Regions from separate parts of the Mus musculus genome. Here regions 1 and 3 are each linked to region 2. Evidence: chromatin contacts called from public Hi-C and HiChIP or PLAC-seq data. All regions are on one chromosome and are shown on one strand. Each heading gives the region's core, a stretch centred on a gene start, on an enhancer-like site or on the middle of the called end of the contact. The rest is flanking DNA. Distances are from core to core; before and after follow the strand shown. Region 1 has its middle 37 kb from the start of Gm6567. Region 2 has its middle 10 kb from the start of Gm30149. Region 3 overlaps A730056A06Rik (RIKEN cDNA A730056A06 gene).

Region 1 (3,033 bases), core at 410-2,909, 480 kb before region 2:
CTCTGTAGGAAAAGCAGCCCAGCCCCTGGGCTGGAAAGTTCAAGATTGGGGCCAAGGTATGCCAGGTAGGAACCTCATGAGGGATGCTGGGAGAACCTGGAGGGCCAGGTCTGCTTTGACAAGTAAAATGGGCACCTCAGTCCCATGTCCCGGGTCTGAAACCAAACACAGGCTTCTGAATTCCATTCTTTTGGTTGACAAACAAAGATAGGTGAGAAAAAAATTAACTTTATTTTGTATTTTGTTAGTGTGTTGTTGCAAGACAGGGTTTCTCTGTGGGGTCCTGGCTGTCCTGAAACACACTCTGTAGAGTGGACTGTCCTCAAACGCAAGAGATCTGCCTGCCTGGGACTAAAAGAGTATGTCCACATACATGGCTACAGATAGTTTTAGATGTCCCCCTTTATTGCTGTACCAGAACTTAAATAGTAGCTTCTTAAATGCCTCTGTACAATTGGGTGACCTTTTTGTGCACTGTTGTGGGGAAAAAAAAAAGGCATGTATATATCCTACGCTCTGAATAGGTCTTTGGCCCACTCCACTGCTTATTGATGGACCTTTGAGATAATCGGCATGTGTCATTAAACACTCACCATACCAGCACACATAATGTTGCTACTACCAATCGCATTAGAAAAGTATGGGCCAAGCCCATGGAGACAGATACACGCTTTCCAAACTTCTCACTTTGCCACCAAAGCCCTGTGAGGAGCTGGCAGGTGGGTGAGGAGATGGTTTGTACTTTTAGTCTCAGAACTCCTGCAGCCTCAGGCAAGAGCTAGGCAAATAAGCCCTAGTCAGATCCCAGCTGGGCAGCAGAGGGCAAGCTCGGTCTATCCTGTGACTACCTACCTCCGAGGAGGGGGAGGAGCCCAGCAGGTCACAGAGAGGAAGCCTCCAGAACCCAGCCCGCCTGACTCTAATTGGACCAGAGGCGAACACCTCCCAGTGTCCATCATTTTCCATATGTAACTGATCCCAATAGCAGAATTCAACAACCATTTATTGAGCATTTGTTATCTTCCAGATGGAGAGACCAGCAACAAAAGCATGAAACCAGCCAGACTAGTCTCAGATGGTGTTTCTGCTTTGGTGTTGAGCCCTGGGCTGGGGGGGTGGGGGGTGGGGGTGGGGGTGGGGTCAGTCCTTTTATGGAGACCAAGAGCCAAGGGTGGTAACCTCACATTGCTAAGGAGACTTGGGGTATGACCTTCTGGCTCCTTCACTCATTATATTCCACTCCTAGAATCTCAAGTGTCATCCAAAGGCAGTCAAACTGTCTAGTGGGCATTTCAGTTAGCTTACAAGAGAATTAATTATTGTGATTGAAATGTTGGGTCCCTCCTCAAGGACCCCTATGGTTGAAAAGTTGAATGAGTCATACAGCCTGTACCCTTTGATATAGAGGGGACAGGAGCAGACTTAAGATAGGATGGATTTTAAATAAAGTAATCTCCCCGACTCCCACTCTCTCATACCCCACCCCCCTACACACTCACTCACACACACACACACACAAACACACACACCACTGTCTTTAAAGCTCCATTCTTTCAAGGGTCTTCTAAAGAATTCTGGTCTCCTAGGAGTGCATTATAAAATGCAAATAACCCAGCAGGAGGCCACCTCTACCGCCTATTGACACTGGAGTTAGCTATTAGCACTTAGCCCTCCCTGGCTTCTCAATTGCCCAGATGAGCTCAACCGCCTACTGGCTCACCCTGCTAATGAAAAGCCCAACAAGCGAAAGCCCTCTGGTCCAGAAAAGAAGCTCCTTCCTGGATGTGAGCGCCTGGACGAGAAAGCCAGGGGAAACTTCCATACCTAACTCCGATACTAGCCCTCTAAAGCCTGTAGCTTGGAATCTAATCAGTCTAATCGGTCTCTGAGCTACTGACTGGAAGGACCTGGGAGCCAGACTTTGAGATGCCCTGAGCCCTGTCCTGAAGGCTGTGGGAGTCATTTTAGAACCTACCTCAAGTCCCTCCTAACCCTCCTCCCCCCCCCGCCCCCCCCCCCCAGTCAGCAAGTTCACAGAATTCCAAGTTATCAAGCGCCTCCCTGCCTGCCCTTCTGCCTCTTCCCTGGGCTCCCTCCGATCCTGGTGCCGCATCCTTGGCGGATGTAGCCTTCTCATACCCCTATGCCTACTTTTTATCTGTCAGCAAGACAGAAGATGCAGGAAGACCTCTAGGAAACCAGGAAGAGTGTGCTGGGAGTAGACGGAAGGAAGGCACCTCTGGATGCTTCGGGGTCGACACTGTTGCCTCCCTCAGATCCTCTTAACAGCTCTGGGAGGGGGACCAGGAGGGCTGGCTAGTTGAGGAGAGACACCCACAGACACCCTAATGTCCTCCCCAGAGCCATTCAGCCTCCCAGGAGCCGCCTCTCTTTGCTTTTGTATTTGAAATGGCTACTTATATGCAAAACTGAAAACACTCGGACAGTGAACAGTGTTGTATAAGCAGAAACCAATGCTTGTGAGCTAGCACTCAGCATTATGGTAGGTCGTGGCTCTGACTCTTGACATACGCTGTCTCTTTGAAGACAAAGGTTGTCCGGGCAGAGCCCTGTGGCTTTTCAGGGACACGCTTCCTTTTCTTTGGTCTAGTCATAAGGCATGGATGCTCCACTCTGGAATTCAACCAAATGTTTTAACAAGTCTCATCAACAAACACCCTCTAGCTACCCAGGCTAGGAGGAGGTTCTGGGGAAAGGCTTCTTGTCTATAGTTGGTTGACTGAGAACTTGTTACTTTCTGCCTGTCCTGCCTCCTCTGCTAGCCCTGGGTGTGGCTTTGCCTGCCTTAGGATTCCCCAGTCTTGCACATAGATCGATCAACCCATTCTGTCTCCTTACAATCATTCCCGTATATAGAGCCTGATTTTTTTTTTTTTTTAAGGAATTGAGCAGTGGCTCCAATTTCCCAAATAGTTTCGGGGAAACGCATTTTCTTTTACAGTTCGTGACAAGTGCCACAAGCCCAGGAGGGGCCTACTTATATTTGAGGGTACTGCCACAATACTAAGGATC
Region 2 (3,401 bases), core at 217-2,716:
CAATTCACAAGAACACAAAACCTAAGGAGTGGGGTGAAGTAGGTCCCCAAATCCCTTCGTCAAAAATGCACATTTAAGCTTGGGCTCCGCCCACCCCCCAGTCATTGATGTCACTGTCTCACTTGTAGTTTACCACTTAATATCGATGCTGTTTTGATCACGAGCTTGGAGATTTGTCTTAAGCTACTCTCCTCCCTCCCTCCCAACTAACACCGTAATAGTTCCGCATTTTATCCAAAATATTTATTAATTAAACTTCTAAGGTCCTTGGGAGCCAGGTGCTATTTAGAGGGGAGGGGTCTTATTATTTTGAGATAGGCCAAAGGCCTCATAAATCGCAAATATGGGAAAGAATTTGAAACCTATTCTAAAAGGCTTTCAAATCCCAAGGCGACAAATGTCTTATTCTAAATATACCATCACATTCAGAGTAACGTGTGTTAACTTATTTAAAAAGATATAAAACCCAACAAAACCTCACATCTGCGATCCTCAGGCCCATCTAAAATAAATTCCACCGGTCAGGAATGTCTACGGGGTGGGGCAAGTAGAGTTACACGGATTTGGGCAGGAAGGGGAGGCTTCAGGCTTTCGCAGCAATTCCAGGATACTAGACAATTATGCCTAATTTCCTACGTTTTAATACATACAAAACCAGATTTCCCTTTCTTTCTTTTCTTTTTTTTTTTTTTTTTTTTGCTTTTTTTCACAAAAGCCAAACAGACAAGCTTGGATTCTGCCACACTGGCCGCCCCTACAGTGAGGAGGTCCCGAAGCGCCCCGGGGTGGATAGGGGTGGGGTGTGGTCCACCTCCCAGCAGGTTCCATCTCTACCATTGCTGACCCCGGCGGGGTCCACGGTCAGCATTTTTCCTGCTCTTGCTCGCTGTTGGCCTCGCCCTGATCTAATCGCTCCCCTAGGAGGTCGACAACGCTCAGAGGACAAATGCAAAGCGGACAAAGCAAATTAAGGAAAGGCGCCGCGAAGGCCCAAAGGGAGTCCTGGATCCCGGCCAGGGGTCTCGTGATGGGCGCGCTGGCGACCGCACCCTGGGCCTGTCCAAGCGGCCTCCCAAGCTGGCGGAAGCCGGCTACGCCCCGCAGGCTGGGCCCCGACCGGCCCTTCCACTCCGCCCTTCGGGACGCTCCGGGTTCCGAGGGCGCAGGCAAGGCGCCCATCCCCCGCGGCGCCATCTTGTTGTTTTCGTGCATTCCTCCTCCTCCTCCTCCTCGCCCCATCCCCACCCCACCCCACCCCATCCCGGCCACGTGGCGCGCGGCTGCGGAAGAGAAGGCCCCAGCCCAACTTCCGGCCAGACCGGTTCCAGCCGGTTGCGGGACTCAGACGCGCGGCTGCCCCCTGGTGGCCGGACGCGGCGCAGCGGGCCACGCCTTGCCTCCTCCGCCATTTGCTGCGCGGCGCGAGGCACGTCCACACTCTGCCGCCGCCGTCGTCATCCGCCGCCATCCCGAGGGTGCGCGGGTTGCGAGGGGGAGGATGACCCGCGTCAGGCGTGGGAACGCCTCTCTTCCGGAGTGATCAGAAGGTCGCTGCGGCAGAGACGGGCGCTTGGTGTAAAAACTTTACTCGTGCCGCCCGTCTGCCCACCGCAGCCTGTCCTGGGTATTCTGCTTTCTATGTGGATTTCTCGTTAGCGTTTCATTCCAGACTAGCATTTCTCGGGTGTGTGCTGTGGGCGGGGCCCGTGCGGTCTCTTACTTAGACATCCTAGGTGGCTCCCAGGATCACAGTGGTCACACCCGGGGTCACAGACCACTAAGGCGCGGGACGAGGAGCCTGCATCGGAATCTAGGGCAGCGGATGCTTTACTGTGAGGTTCTCTTGGTCAGCATCTTCAGGGACCTCCTTGGAGGTCTCCCCACACTCACCTAAACTGAAAGCTTTGGAGTGAAGGAGACCTGACAGACGTTTAACACGCTCCAAGGGCATTTTGAGACTTACTGAAGACCCTTTATGTACCTGGCAGCCCTTCTAATAATGACGATGCCTTGGGGTGGGGGTGCTAACGCCCGAGCCAGACTTTAATATGGGCAATTCATGTACTTTTCGCCTTGTACTCTCCCTGGCTCACTGCTTTGTCAGAGAGGAAGCTGGTTCCCATTTCCATGGACCGTGCTAGAGTTTTTGAAACAATCCAAATTGTACACGCATTCGCTTGTACGGTATATACATAAAAACGAAGCAAAGGCAACCAAGTTTCAACATGGTTCACCTCCAATAAAGGAGGTAGGTTGCCAGGGCGGACGGGAAAGGTTTGTTTTGTTTTTGTTTTTGTTTTTGTTTTTTTTTTTTGGGTAAGTGTAACTTTCCAACTTGAACTATTTCAGCATTTATTCCAAAGAAAATAAGGAGTTATATTCAGAACGGTGTTAGAGTTAAAACTAGAATCCAATCCAAATGGCTCCAGATTCCCTGCATTCTGTTGACTATAATATAAAAATCTACTTTAGCCGGGCGTGGTGGCGCACGCCTTTAATCCCAGCTCTCAGGAGGCAGAGGCAGGCGGATTTCTGAGTTCCAGGCCAGCATGGTCTACAAAGTGAGTTCCAGGACAGCCCAGGCTACACAGAGAAACCCTGTCTCGAAAAGCTGGGCGGTGGTGGCGCATGCCTTTAATCCCAGCACTTGGGAGGCAGAGGCAGGCGGATTTCTGAGTTTGAGGCCAGCCTGGTCTACAGAGTGAGTTCCAGGACAGCCAGGGCTATACAGAGAAACCCTGTCTTGAAAAACCAAAAAAAAAAAAAAAAAAAAAAAAAAAGAAAAAAGAAAACAAAAATCTACTTTAAACATAAAATGTTCAATAGACTTGTATTTCCAACAATAATAAGATTTATTTAAACATTTAGACTTCTGAACAAACCTCCCCTAACTGTGCTAGTTGTAATAGCACATTGTATGATAAAATAAAAGAAAATGAACCCAAAGCTTTTAATGATAACACTTTGCTCTCTGCCACCCTGTGTCAGGCTGGCCACAAGTTTCAACTCTATAGTAGTCGAAGAGCCCGACCCTGCTTGTCTCTACCTCCTAAATGCTGGGATCATGGGCCTGTGTTACCTCACCTAGCCTTTGTTTTGTTGGTTTTTGTGTTTTAGACAGGGTCTTACTCTGTAATACAGACTGGCCTGGAACTCAGGCCTGGCCTTAGTCTCTAGGTAGCTCCCATGCCTCACCCTCAAAAGTGCTTGAGTTACAGGCGTGAGCCACCATGCCCAATTTAGAAAATAAATTTGTTAATACTGTTGCTGACAGAGACAAGCTGCGGGTGGCATCCAGACTGGCAGCCTCTTGGCCCCCAAGCTGCTAAGTGTGGAATATAGGCATGTGCCACCACATCTGTTTTCTTGCTTTTTCTCTTTCTCTTTCTCTTTTCCTTTTT
Region 3 (3,410 bases), core at 621-3,120, 290 kb before region 2:
TAAAAAGAACTGAGATGGCCAACATGCTCTTTAAGGGACTCTCTGTGCTAGAATTCTTGGAAACTATCTTCTCCTATTAGGTCTTTTTTAAAAGAGAGGACAGAGGTGCTGAAAAGTCAGGCTCGAATGCCAACTCGGTTCTCCTGATGCCTCACCTCCTGGTCTGGCCACTGTCAGCCACAGCTACCACCCCAGAACCTGGTCCCGGCGACATGAGCAGCATATCAACAACCTCACCCCACCCCCCCCACCCCTGGCCCAGGGATGGGTCCCTCTCTCAGTCATCCACAACCCTCTATGGATGCCAACATACTCAACATTCACCAGTATAAGCCCAGTACACAGTCCATGCCATCTAGGAGACAGTAGTAGCTGGCAGACAGAGAAATCTATGCTCAACCAGCTTTGACTCTGGGCTGATGACTAATCAGCTTCTGGGGGGGGGGGGGGCACGGCATCTTTTTTCTTGTTTAAAAAAGGCTTCAAGCGGGGCAGTGGTGGCCCACGCCTTTAATCCCAGCACTTGGGAGGCAGAGGCAGGCGGATTTCTGAGTACGAGGCCAGCCTGGTCTACAGAGTAAGTTCCAGGACAGTCAGGGCTACACAGAGAAACCCTGTCTCAAAAAACTAAAAAAAAAAAAAAAGGCTTCAAAAAGAGAGAACATTTTTAAATATTGAAAGAGCATTGTTACATAACTAACTGGTGACAAAAAGTGCCACTTCCCCTGCAGTCAAAGACCAAGCTTGACAAGACTCTTTCTACCGCCGTGTTTTTTCAGCTGTATCAAACTGTCTTGTCTGGTCCACCCACGAACGGAGCCTGCTCCGGAGCCCCTTGGGCTTCTCAGGCAATGAGCGAACTGGAGGTTTGGGACGCTGCTGACTTTGACTGCAATGAGTTTTGACGTGCTAAAGTCTGAGACAAATTTGGAATAGGAAAGCCTTCCCTCAGGCTCCTCCCAGGCCAAGACACAGAGCATCAGAAACACATGTTTTCATCTGAGCCTCCACGCAGCGGAAAGTGAAGATGGGCCGAAGTCCCAAAGACGGAAGTGGGGAAGGAGAAAGGTTCCAGGCGCTGTTAGGATGAGGACGCACAAGGTAGCCGCGGTCATGAGAAGAAAGATCCAAAGTTAATCAATAGAACCAGGGACAATACTGTTAAAAAGAAAAGGCGAGCCCCATAGCTTTTCAGGGTAAGGAGGCGAGCCCTCCTTCGGGCTCCACTGCAGGCCTTGGGCAGGAGCCTTTGGAAGGTACAGCTTGCGGATCGCCTGGGAGCCCGTTAGAAGTCAACATTTTCGAAATTCTATACGCTTATCGCGTGGGTAAAGTGTGAATGATTTATACCTAAAGTCAGCCTGGTGTATCCATCCATCTCTCCCTGCACTAACCGCCTTCACAGCATCTGTCTTACTAGAGCCATGTGCACACTATATGACCTGACTTAAGATGCATGCTCTGTAAGAAAAATACTTAACCCAAAACTCTTAGAATTGTTATTTAAATTTTGCCCCAAATATCCCATTTTTGGCTGCCTCCTCCTCTTCTTCTTCTTCCCTCCTCCTCCTTTAACAGAAGCAATTTTTAACTGAAGCCACAATTTCTAATTTTTGCTAGAGAGTTATTGACTAATTTGTGAGTCAAAAAGCTGGGTTTAGCCAGTTCCTGCTTTAGTGGAATGTGCCGTCCCCATCTTTCTGCAAATTACAAACACAGGGCTGTTGTCCATCGTAAACTCCTGGCTCAAGAAATCCAACTTTTCATCATAAATTCTGAGAGAAAAAGCTCGCCTGGGTGTCTCCTTCGCCTCAGCCTGTGTTCCCAGACAACTCACAGGCAACCCAGCCTATGGACGTCTCCCCAAAGGCTAACACTGCAGCTCTGCCAACAGCTGCAAGCTATAAATAGGACAGCTTGGGACAGTCGAAGGGGAGGGTCAAGAAACAAAATCTAATAAGTATTCAGATGCAATGGCCAAGAAAGCAGGGATGAAGAAGAAGAGAACTGGTGGAGAGCTGCAAACCGAAGGAACAGTCCACAGAAACGATGAGGAGCAGCTCAGCTGAGGGAAACTGAGGAAACCCATCAACCCAAGAACGACAGCTCCTTGATTAGAGTGGCTTTTTAAAATCTAGTTTTTGAGAATGTCATGCATGAATAGAATACGTTTTGATCAAGCCCATCCCATCTCCTCTTCCAACTCTTCCTTTACTGTCCCCACCCCTCACTGGTCCCTCCAGCATTGTATACTCTTTTTTAAACCCATTGAGTCTCCTTGCTACTGCCATCATGAGCATGGGTGTAGGGCCACTCACTGGAAGTCGGCCAGTCTATCGGTGTCCCAGCCAAAGAAAACTGACTCTCCTTCCTCAGTAGCTACCAATTCTCAACAGCTCCTCAGCGAGAGGCATGCCCCCAGCTATGCCCTACATTTGGCTGGCTTGATATTGTGCAGATCTTACCACGCTATTGTGCCTTTGGGTGGTGGGGAGGATGGGGACAAAGTCAAGCATCCAGATCCAGTGGCTCATTTGGGGCAAACACATAGGCAGCCTGAGTCTTTAGGGCAGTGACTTTCGCTAAACATGCTGTGTACCCCAAGTAGAGCATGGTTCTGCAAGGACAGCGCAGCAGCTTCACTATATCTTCAGTGTCACTTTCCCTAGCACACTGCATGTGCTTCCTTCCCCCTCACCATGGGGGGCTACAGCTCTGTTTCTTGTGGAAATAGTCCAGCAGTTCTCAACCTGTGGGTCACGACCCCTCTGGGGGTTGCCTATCAGGTATTTACATTAGGATTCATATCAGCAGCAAAATTACAGTCAGGAAGTAGCAATGAAATCATTTTCTGGTTGAAGTCACCGTAATGTGAAGAACTGTGTACTAAAAGATGGCTTTTAGCATTGGGAAGGTTGAGAACCACTGCCCTAGTCTGTTCGAGCAGCTATAACAAAACACCATCCACCAAGGGACTTAAAAACAACAGGAATGACCTACTTAAGGCTCTGAAGGCTTAGAAGCTGCAGATCAGGGCACCAGCAGAGTGGGTGCCCGATGAAGGCTTCCTTGTTCCTAGATGGTAGGGAGGGGCAAGGAACCTCTCTGGGGCCTCTTTTAGAGGTGTCGATCCTTTGTTCCTGGCTCTATACTCATGACCCAGTCACCTCCCTCGTGCCTAATTCTGTCACTTAAGGAATTAGTTTTAACATGTGAATTTGGCGAGTTCACAAGTATTCAGACCTCAGTACAACCTGAACACTGTCTTTATGTTAGTCTCTGTCAGGGCTCTATCCCCGGCACCTCCAGTGTTGCCTGGCCAGCTGATGTTTATGGATGAATGGATTGCTCCCTCAGGAAGACACATACAATTTAGAGAAGCCCCACTTAGGAGACTTTCTTTTTATATA

The links. A called contact is a pair of places that touch in the nucleus more often than the background predicts. HiChIP or PLAC-seq counts read pairs in DNA pulled down with a chosen protein or histone mark.
Region 1: an H3K27ac HiChIP or PLAC-seq map of stem cell-derived anterior neural progenitor cells shows a contact between it and region 2, with 8 times the contacts expected there. The contact joins two enhancer-like sites. A contact is called at or near these places in 1 of 484 Hi-C or Micro-C datasets (embryonic stem cells) and 5 of 115 datasets of contacts at active chromatin or transcription factors (embryonic stem cells, epiblast stem cells, stem cell-derived anterior neural progenitor cells and 1 more).
Region 3: a Hi-C map of uterus shows a contact between it and region 2, with 2.4 times the contacts expected there. The contact joins two enhancer-like sites. A contact is called at or near these places in 2 of 484 Hi-C or Micro-C datasets (both in uterus) and 1 of 115 datasets of contacts at active chromatin or transcription factors (embryonic stem cells).

What each region holds. Positions count from the first base shown.
Region 1 is chr7:73,137,607-73,140,639 of GRCm38.p6, forward strand. No RefSeq gene overlaps it. Among named protein-coding and RNA genes, the nearest start is that of Gm6567, 37 kb to the left of the region's middle. Within about 2 kb of position 1,660, at least 31 of the 459 cell types and tissues checked have an H3K27ac peak or open chromatin away from gene starts, as enhancers often do. A contact at or near this core is called in stem cell-derived anterior neural progenitor cells, where this site is marked.
Region 2 is chr7:73,617,160-73,620,560 of GRCm38.p6, forward strand. No RefSeq gene overlaps it. Among named protein-coding and RNA genes, the nearest start is that of Gm30149, 10 kb to the left of the region's middle. Within about 2 kb of position 1,467, at least 332 of the 459 cell types and tissues checked have an H3K27ac peak or open chromatin away from gene starts, as enhancers often do. A contact at or near this core is called in stem cell-derived anterior neural progenitor cells and uterus, where this site is marked.
Region 3 is chr7:73,325,536-73,328,945 of GRCm38.p6, forward strand. All of the region lies in intron 1 of A730056A06Rik (RIKEN cDNA A730056A06 gene), which reads right to left. Among named protein-coding and RNA genes, the nearest start is that of 4930429H19Rik, 17 kb to the left of the region's middle. Within about 2 kb of position 1,871, at least 36 of the 459 cell types and tissues checked have an H3K27ac peak or open chromatin away from gene starts, as enhancers often do. A contact at or near this core is called in uterus, where this site is marked.